2 separate regions of the Zea mays genome follow, and region 2 is linked to region 1. Evidence: chromatin contacts called from public Hi-C data. All regions are on one chromosome and are shown on one strand. The core of a region is the stretch at or near the end of the contact, and the rest is flanking DNA. Distances in the headings are between cores, read along the strand shown. Region 1 holds the start of LOC103641899 (eukaryotic translation initiation factor 4G). Region 2 holds the start of LOC100216781.

Region 1 (5,181 bases), core at 1,611-4,110:
TCGGTTGTATGTGAGGTGCATTACCCAGAGGGACAGCCATCTTCACGGGCAAGGAACTAGATACAGAGCCAATAGAGTGCATTTGAAAACCTGGGCCCCTGAATTCAATGGGCACTTGAGGTTGTTTCTGTTGAAATGCCACAGGCATTGATCTCCCTGGTACTGGAAGCATAAATTGGGGTGGTGCCATGTTGGGAGTATAGGAAGCTGGAATTTGAACACTGATCTTGGGCTTGGTTGTAGGATATTTGTATGCGGTGTCAGTCTGGTTAACACTGATAGTGTTTTTTGTTTCTTCTTGATTTTCACACTTTTGTTGAGTTGGGGAAGACATAGTTCTGAGCAACACCTTGCGTGAATCTGTGCACACCTGTAGACCATTTAATATAAATTAATTAAGTTATAAAAGGTTGTAAAGCAACCGAGCGAGTTTGGCTGAGGTACTAACTTTGCTAGATGGAGAAACAGAATTCAGCATTGTGTGTGTTTCATGCAATTCAGGAACATGAACCTCATATTTACCAATTAAGTCTGCTTCTCCACCAATAACTAAATCATCTCTTGCTTCCTGCTTTTGCAGCTCTTGTATAGGAGGTGAGGAAGCTGTATTGGGCTTGCAATAATGTAATCCATGGCAGGCCTGAAATTTCACGTATATATAGGTAAGCGCAAAATAGAAGCACAAATTTGATGCAAACAAGAGAAGCATGATAATCAAAATTAAGATGAGTCATATTACTAAATGGCTCCACAAAAAATGTATTATGATTTACATTAGGATACAGGCATATACATTATGGTGTGCAGAAGAGAGTCACCCATCATTTGACAAGTTTGTATGGTATGATGTGTAGAAGCATGGAATTTTATCATTTCTATTTTATGAAATAATTCTAGCTCAAATTTTGCACATCCAAGCATACTGGTTTAGTTGATTAGAGAGTTCACGTGTCTAAGCACTGAAAAGATATTCAAAATCAAGGAAATGATCCAACAGCATGAGCGAAAAGGATGGGTCAATATTTTCAACAAAAAAGGTGTCTGAAATAACAGTGAAATAAATCATGAGAATTGAGTAGACCTTTTCATGTTTGCTCCCATTCAGATCAGGAGGGGCTGAGGATGTGCAGGAAGTAGTTTCCTGCAAAAATATCAGCATGGCATTAGCGGGTAGCAAACCGAAAAGCCAACAGAAAAATAGTTGAACAAGGATCCCATGCCTGTTTGTTAATAACTCCTGAGTTAAAAGTTCCAAACTGAAGAGTAAATGAAGGGGATGAATATCCTGGTGGCCAACATCATCAGAATTCATAAGGTAATCTTATCCGATATTAAAATGACAATCAATTTAAAATATAACTACAGGACTTGTTGCTACTTATCATGTTAAGCTCAAAATTCTTGCCAAGCAGAATAACCTTTTGTCTGTAGTGTTGGGGTTGGGGAATCTGCTGGCCAGGTTTCTTCAGCAGAGACACAACTCAAACCATCACTCTGAGCAGGAAAATTGGAAGGTTTCACATTATCCAGTGATCCGAAAGTCTCTACGAAAGAGAGATCATCAGACAGTTTCTCTAAGAAGAAAGCTTTAGCAAGGTGGTTTATGATGTGATATATACTAGCTAAAGTGGTAACAGGAAAGCAATGAAATCGGTTTCTAAACATTCTGATCTCATCAATATTTGCTAGAAACTTACCATAAAGGCAAAGATGCCATGCGAAAGGGTTATATAGAAAAAAAAACAGTAGAGTTCCATGTAGCACCACTACAAAATGGCATGGTCTACATCCACACATTCTTATGTGCACGTCAATCACTCAAGTATGCATGTACGATCAGAGAAAGTGATGGTTCCGAAAGTTCACATACTACAGGCATTTGCACCTTGGTTCACTGGTCCCGTGTGCTCAGCAGAGGCACCACTCCCACAAGGAGGAGCGCAGCCAATGGCATTCCCCTGGATCGGGACACTCGCCGGCGATCTCGGCCTGTACTGCTGCTGCACGCTCCCGGGCCTCCCGCTGCAAATAGATGCAATAAACATCATAACAATCAATATACAGTTATACACGCCGACACGATGAATAAACAATAACACGTGTCTCACCTCCGGTAGGGCGGCGATCGCAGCCGCGTAGCCGGAGCGGTGCTTCCACGGCCGCCGGAGACGACCCAATGCGAGCTACTGCCGCTCCCGCGGCCGGGCCTCCGCGCAGTGGTGGCGTGGTCGTTCAATCGATCCGACCTAAACTGGTTCCTGTACATATATCCCCGCTTCAATTCGATCTCTGCGACACCGGGAAAAAAAGTTTGAAGCTCGTACCCACAATGGGTTCGGATCAACAATTGGTTTAAGGCGTTAAGCTATAACCATACAGAAGATTGAAAAGTGCATGGAAAATCTCGCTTAATACTACTTTGAGATTTCTCTCTAAATACATTGCAGCGAAGCCACCACCAAAAAAATTTAAAATATATTGAGGAAAAGAAAAAACGAAAAAAAATCCTTGCGGTGAAAGGATCGGCGCCATGAATTTATTTTTAGAATGCGACTAAGATTAACCAAATTGCAGGAAATATGGAGCCCAACGAGCGGGGAAAAAAAACCCCAGAGAGTCGTACATGATCAGGCGACGACAAGCAGCGACAGGAAACACGGTCGGGTTTTAGGTTTAGTGCCGGTGCGGCGAAGGCGGAATGGAATGGGTCGCAGAGCGAATTTGAGAGGCAGGGCGACGAGGGCGAGAAGGCCGGGGGAAATTTGGAGGGAACTAAAGGTGTTGGTGGGTGGGGAGGCGAGACAAGTGGAAGGCCGGGACGCGTGTGAAGGTCTGGGCGGTGATTAACCACCGGTGCCAGGATTAGCAATGGGAGATTAGTGGTTGAGGGTTTAAGCGCAAACCGCTCCGGAAGATGCTATCAGCTTCTACTGTTAGTAAGGTGCTACCACTACATCGGATACGACTATATGAGTGAAAGGTACGGTTTGAATGCACTGAGTTAGAATTAATAGTTAGTTGGCTAAAAAGTCGATAGTAGAATTAGCTATTTAATAAATAACAGACTAACTATTAGCTAATTTTAGCTGAGTTGAACTAGATAATAACTAATGGATAGTTGAGGGTGTAACTAATACTCCATCCGGTATCATGTTATTTGTCGTTTAGGACAATGACACGATCTCTAAAATATAGGTTTGAATAATTTTTTTGTTAAAATATAAATAAACTCTTAATGCATTTATACTTATATAAAATATTTTTTAAGACAAATCGATGCATATAAATATTAGGTTTCAAAACTAAATAACAAAACAATTGTGTAGTCAAAATTGTATAAGTTTGACTCAAATCTTGTCCAAAACGATAAATAATAGAACACCGAAGGGAATAGTTAACTAGACTATAAGTTAGGGGGAAAGGGGTGGGGGAAAAGGATGAGGAGAAAAAAAAGGATGATGGCTGGCTCCAGAAGCGTCTTCTTCCTGTTCATCATCGGCCCGCGTTGCTGCGCCCGTGGTCCATGGGCCGCTTCCTTTGTTCTCCCCCCCCCCCCCCCCCCCCGCACAGATCGGTCTTCTGGGAGGTCGCCTTCGAACGAGGCCCAGTGCGACGCGCAAGTCGAGTCGGCGAGTGGTGGAGGGTTTTCTCCTGGTGAGCGTCTAGGGTTTTCGCCCGATTTTGTTGGTTCTCATTCATTTCCCCATTTCGCGTCGCGTCTCTCTCGTCTCTGGTCTCTCCCGTTCTCGACGCGTTCTAGCTTCATCGGTGGTTGGTTTTCTTCTCTGTTTCATCCGCCTGAAGTTGACGAGGAGTGGTCCCTCCCGGGTCGCTCTTCTGCTTCGCGTCGAATGGATCCGAAGAATTGTAACCCTAACTGGGACCGATGGGGTCCAAAAGACGCCCCTCAGGGTTCGCAGTCTTGGGGAAAGAATCGGAGTCTTAGCTGGCGCCTGAAGCCGGGTTCTGGAAAACCCGAGAACAAGGGTGACATCCTTACCTCTTCTTCCGGTGATGGCGGTCGGTCAGGTATCCTTAAAACCCCCCTCCCCCTATTCTGAAAAAAGAGAATGAACTGGTGCATCGTTTTTTCTGCCAAAAATGCGGTACGGATGGGCATCATGCTAGGGACTGTTTCAAATCTTTATGGTGCGAGATCTGTCGCAAGGAAACTCACAACACAGCGAGGTGCGTTCTCCCCAAACAAAACAAGCCATGTATGCCTATTGTTGGGATGGTGGCGGATGGGTTAGGGTTTTACTCGTCTCACTTTTCCAAACCTATGTCAAAAAAACCTAAGCGCAGTTTCATTGGTTTGGTTAAAGTGGTTGAGGGCTTGATTTCGGCTGAGGATCTTGAGAAGGATTTTGGATTTCATTTCCCCTGGGGCCGTACTTGGAAAGCCACCAAGTGTCACTCTGGTTTCCTGATGCAATTTCCTTCTCAAGAGAGGCTTGATGAAATGATCAATTTTCCTGAATTGAAAATGAAACTGTCTGGAGCAAAAAATTCTGTTTCTTCTTGGAGTTCACAGGCTAAGCCAAAATCCAAACTCCACTCTATATGGATTGTTGCTGAAAATGTGCCTGAAGAACTTCAGAACTACCAGGCTATCTATGAGTTGGGCTCCACAATTGGGGTTGTAGAAGAAGTGGACATTTTGTCCTTAGATTCTAAAGATATTGTGAGATTCAAAGTTCATGTCAAAAGTGTTGCCATGATTCCTCCAATCATTGAAGTAGGTGTCAAACCTTTTCTGTATGACATCTACTTTAAAATTGACAATATAAATGATGAAGGGTGGAATTATGACTCCATAAATCTGGGCAAGAGGGCTCCGGTTGATAGACAGGGTTTTGGTGACCCTTCTCTGGAGAAATCTGTTAAAAAGGCCAAAAGTGGTGGTGAAAAATCTGGCATGGATGATAAGGGAAAAACTCCCTTGGAGGATCCCTCAGCACATGGTAATGAAGTTGGTTTTCATACTGAACATTCAGAAGGTATGAAGTCTGGGAAAATTTCTAAAGGTGACAAAGGATATCTAGACAGTCAGGGTAATGAGGAAGATGATTATAATGAAAGTGAGGATGATTTGTTGGATTCCCAAGATCTGGAGGAATTCATCAAAGATGAAGAACTTATTCCTTCCTGAGAGCACCTAGAGGGGGGTGAATAGGTGAT
Region 2 (5,181 bases), core at 1,770-4,269, 150 kb before region 1:
GACCTAGGTCTGAATAACCTGATCCCCGGGGTAAATAATCATCCCTCAAAGAGGGACGTCTATCAACTGGAACTCTAGGACTGTAATCAATCATAGCTCTGCTCCTTGGAGGAGGAAGTTCATCACGCCTCCCGTATTCTCTCCTTGGACTTTTCTTCAGGTAAACTGGAGCTGTACACAAATAAATTGTGGGAGAAGTGAGACGACTATAATACATTGCACTGAAACACAAATGAATAGTTACATATAAGGCCTTCAAACCTGGGGGCCTCCTGTCATAAGATCTCCCTGAAGGAGGTAAACGCCTAGCTCTATCTAGCATTGGCATAGCAGGACGTCTATCTCTGATGTATATGGGTCGTTTCAATGGATGGCTCCTGATTGGTGGTAAGCGACTACCAGCAGGCCGAACAAGGCGTGGTGGAGGCCTGCGAGGTGGAGGAGCACGAGCGTACTGTAAACGGCCACCCCGTGGGGCACCATGCCCGACTCTAAAATTTCCTCTCAATCCATGCTTCATTCTAGGTGGTCTCTGTAGTGGTCGCGACAGTCTAGCCCTTACTTTTGCCTGAATCAGGAAATTACAATCATTACAGAAAAAAGAGTGTATTTATAAGAGCACTGCAAATAAAATTGCAATTTGCAAAACAGACCTTGTGATCACCTTCACCAATTTCAGAGTTACTTATCCCTTCAGCACATGCAACAGCATTATCATGCGTATCAAATGTAACAAACCCAAAATCCTTTCTCTTGGCAGCTGGCATGTTTCGAGCAAGTTCAAGTTTCTCAATAGCTCCATACTTTTTGAGATATTTCTTAACACGGTCTTCATCCCATGAGGGAGGAAGGCCATCAAGAAATACTGTTCTGACCTGAATAATAAATAACATACATCAGGATGCAACAACTTTAAAGTTTAAACAGATGTGGTGGATACATAGAAACTATTGGTTACACATGCTAATGAGCAATTCATGTTTAATTGTAAGTTATAATTACTGTACAAAATAAGTAGTCACCTGTGCCATTATTTCGTCATCAACTTGAGGGTAGGAATCAGCAAAGGAAACCTTTGCACTACGATCAACTCCAAAGACTACATCCCTCTTCTGCAATATCCTGAAAGCATCCATTGCCTCAGGTCGAGTAGAAAACTCAAGCAAGGCATAGCCACGATTCATCCCAGGATTGTTTGTATCCTCAACCAGTAGTAAGTCGTCAAAACTTTCAACTCCATAACTCTTCAGTTTATCCTTCAACTGCAAAAGCCAAAACAAGTTATTTCTTCAGCAAAGAAGCAAATGAAAATCATGAAAACAAATCGCAAGTGTCATACATGTTCTTTTGTCCATGTTTTGCAGATATTGCCGACAAAGAGTGTATCATTGTCATGACTTGGAGCAACACCACATTGTTTACCCCGCACCTGGAGTATTAAATAAAATATGTAAGTCACATGAGAAAAGGATATAACAGAAAAATAAAATAGTCAATCTTAAAACCAACCAGTGGATTCTTTAGCTCTGAAACAGCACGCCTTGCTTGCTCTACAGTTGCATATCGCAGGAAGGCAAAGCCTTTATTCTTCTTTGTGGCAGGGTTCATCATCAGACGAACTTCAGTGATCTCACCAACTTCACCAAAAACCTTCTTAAGGTCATTTTCTGTTGCATCTTTATCCAGACCACCAACAAAAACTTCAAACTCTTTCCGCTTGCGGTGCTCTTTAACCATTTCATCCTGCTCTGCATCATCCACATCCACATGATGTTCTTCATCATCATTTTCGTATCCCTCCCCCTCCCCATCAACACCACCTTCATCAAGTTCCTCACCCACAATATCAGTCTCCACTTCAACCACATCTTCAGTATACTCCACCTCTTCATCACCATCCTCGTATTGTTCTTCATACTGCTCCAAATCTTTCTCATCATAGTCTACAGCAGCCTCCTCTTCATATTCTGGTTCATCCTCAAACTCAAGCCGTTCACCTTTGTCCTCTTCTTCATATATTTCTTTTGCAACTCCATCATCTAAAAATTTGGGCACAAGACACTCTTCCATAAGCTTACTTTAGGATAAAACAGTGAATGATATAAGACCCATATAGAGCAGAGCTCATCAGCCATAATTACAATAAACATATAATCTTCTTTGTTCTATTTCAAGCTAGGTAGAACCTATAGTAGTTTTTTTTTACCGGGAAAGCCTATAGTAGTTATTGTCAAAACAGAATGTCAAATAGCCACAGGCATCCAAATAAATATCCTGGGCGTGTCATCAATAGAATGGTCAAAATATATGTTCATGCTCCACCAAGTATAATAGGGATTATTGAACCATAATACAACTGCCATGCTACAACTAAAAATATAAATCTCTGAGGCCGCAGGATAGATCACAACAGAAGTCCACGACCACGACACATACACGAAATAGGAGCAGAAACAATACCTTCGCCGCGGTTGACACTGTTGGCTGCGCCATCGGAGCCTTTCTCCTCCACCACCGGCTGTTGCGGCAGCAGAGGCGAGGGCTGCTGCTTCAGCTCCTCCGCCACCTTCGGGGCCTCCTCGGCCGGCGCCTCCACAGCCGGCACCTCCGCCGCAGCAGCCGGCGCCTCCACAACCGGCGCCTCCACCGCAGCAGCCGGCGCCTCCACAACCGGCGCCTCCGCCGCAGCAGCCTGCGCCCTCCCCATCCGGCTCCTCGTCCCCGGCGCCTTCCTCGCGGCGGCAGCGCCACCCCTCTTAGACTTCGGCGGCATCTCCCACGTCACCGCAATAAAAGGGGAAGAAATCACCTGGACATCACCAAGGAAAAAAACAGAGATTCAGCGGAACCAGAGACCGAACCTGGGAGCCGGTGATGGAATCGTGGGGGCGTACCTGGTCGTGGTAAGCTCGCGGATCGAATTGGGATGTAGGCGAAACCCTAGCGCCGGAGCCCGGAGGCGAAAGGTGCGGCCTTCGGATTGCAGTGACCTGACACGGAGACCTAGCGACCTGACATGGCCTAGGTATTTTTTCCGCGGGGCGAATCGCGGTCTTATCAAATCGGGCCCGGAATTAGGATTAATTACGGATTTGCTAACAGATTGTCACGTTCTCGCATTGACCGCTTCCCACGGGATACGGGGCGTTCTGGTCTTTTCCCTAATTTTTATGACAATATTGTTTTGCGTATTATAGAAGGGTTTGCCTATACTCCCTCACTAAAATATTCGGGTTTTTGTTTAAAATACTTATTATTTTATTTTTCTACAAATTTTTATTTTCATATATTGTTGTCTTGCTAGCTGAACTGCACGTGCGACACTGTTAGGACGGAAATCTGTAGGACCAAACACTCAGAAGCAGAATGTCGGGTGGCACGATAATACCGTAAGCTAGAAGCGCAAATTGTCTTGTCAAGCGTGTCTCGTCCGGCTATCAACTATAGATACATATGTAGTTGGTGGACCTAAGTACTCTTATAATTTTGGTTATCAAATATATTCCTGATATGCATTGAACAACGGGGTAATTAGAGGACTGCAAGTACATGTTTCATGTTACACCAGAATCGGTACCCCTCTCTAGTCGCTGACAGGTGGGCCTGCAGTAGTTGAGTGTCGTCCCACATTGATCGAACAACGCGAGGACCTGGCGCCTATGAAAGCACCTAGAGAGGTGAATATGTGATCCTGCAAAATTAATTTAACATAACATAAACTTGGTCTAAAAAGAAGTCAGTGCGTACTAAAACCAAGTTTCAGACAGGAAGAAGAGAGAAAAGTTCCCTTCGCTTGATTGCTCTTCTAAGATATGAACTATACCAAGAGGAATATCATAAGTGAATAGAGAGAACTTAGAAAGAAAGTAAATCGCAAGAAAGTAAAAGACAAGTGATTCTTATCACGTGGTTCGACAAAGCCTACATCCACGTTGTGGTGTCCTCCTTTGGACAAGGGTTGCACTCAACCCTTCTTAAGTGATCATGTAGATTAAACTTGAGTGCCACAATTCTTTCTTATATCAAGTGTGTTCCTGTTTGCAAGGAATCTCCACAAGTTGGAGTCTCTTACAGCCTTACAGAAGATCAAAGTTACAACTTAGAGCAAGGTATAGAGAGAAAGTATACACGCAAGAGCAAATTGCAGCAACACATGCAAGAAAAAAACATAAGTGCACAATGTCACAAAGACGCAAGAACAGCTCAGAAATGTCACTCGGATCTCACTTAATCATTAGAACACTTTGTTGCAGAGTGTCGGAGTGTTGTTGTGCACTTGGAGTACTTGGGTACTGAATGGAGGCGCCTAGGGTCCTTTATATAGGACAATAGGTCCTTGGAGACGTTGCCTCCTAACTTAGAAAACAACATATCTGGGTTGTCTGCGAGCGCACCGGACTGGATTTGTGTGCCCCCCCCCCCCCCAGTTCAGGATTTGATTGACGCTTTTTCCATAGCTAGGTGGCACCAGACCAGGTCCGTGCACCACCAGACTGTCCAATGACGTCAGGTAGCCGTTGATCGTCAGGCGAAGTCTGAAGTAGCTGTTGGAGAAGCGATCCGGTGCACCCCAGACCGGTACTGTTCAAGATCCAGTGAATTTTATAATAAAGTTCTCGAGACCGCAACAGAATGGCCTAATCACACGGATCCGGTCCAGTGCACCACCGGACCGGTCTGGTGCAACCCAAACCAGACCAAGCTTGGCTCTTTTGAGCCTATCTCCTCCAAACATTTTTGGCTTTCTTTGAAGGCTTCCCTATGACTTGGACAAACATAATTAGCATGTAAATCAATTGACTGAGTGTGGGGAGCTCACCTCTTCTCCATATGTCGTGTTTTCGGAAACCCGGGGACAATAAGATCTGTGTTCGGCAGGGGTGCTAGTGTGGACTCACTACGAATGATGAGCCACGAGGGGCTCGAAGGTGGATCTGAGGAAGGGGCTATACGGGTTCAGGCTTGCGCCCTAGTCCAGTATAGTGCTGATCATAGTATTGCTTGGAGCGTGTTACAGTTGAGTGCTTGTGTTTAGAATATGGGGGTTGTCTTGCCCTTTTATAGCTCAAGGGTAGATTTTACAATGAGAACCAGCATCTATCTATGGAGGATTTCAGTTGGCTGCTTTGGCGTAGCTCCTCTGATATCATCCACATGGGTCGAGCGTTGTCGTACTTTTGT

What was found. A called contact is a pair of places that touch in the nucleus more often than the background predicts.
Region 2: a contact with region 1 is called in a Hi-C map of leaf, with 4 times the contacts expected there. The contact joins the promoter of LOC100216781 here to the promoter of LOC103641899 in region 1. A contact is called at or near these places in 11 of 25 Hi-C or Micro-C datasets (bundle sheath, ear, leaf and 3 more).

What each region holds. Positions count from the first base shown.
Region 1 is chr10:136,471,708-136,476,888 of Zm-B73-REFERENCE-NAM-5.0, reverse strand. LOC103641899 (eukaryotic translation initiation factor 4G) reads right to left here and starts at 2,860. Exons shown (of 11, transcript XM_008665204.4): 1 at 2,624-2,860; 2 at 2,109-2,289; 3 at 1,886-2,022; 4 at 1,419-1,544; 5 at 1,221-1,285; 6 at 1,082-1,141; 7 at 449-640; 8 at 1-370. The coding sequence starts at 2,266.
Region 2 is chr10:136,626,768-136,631,948 of Zm-B73-REFERENCE-NAM-5.0, reverse strand. It overlaps LOC100216781, which reads right to left and starts at 3,019. Exons shown (of 13, transcript NM_001359499.1): 1 at 2,895-3,019; 2 at 2,461-2,809; 3 at 1,510-2,039; 4 at 1,340-1,429; 5 at 1,023-1,262; 6 at 654-875; 7 at 262-568; 8 at 1-171. The coding sequence starts at 2,773.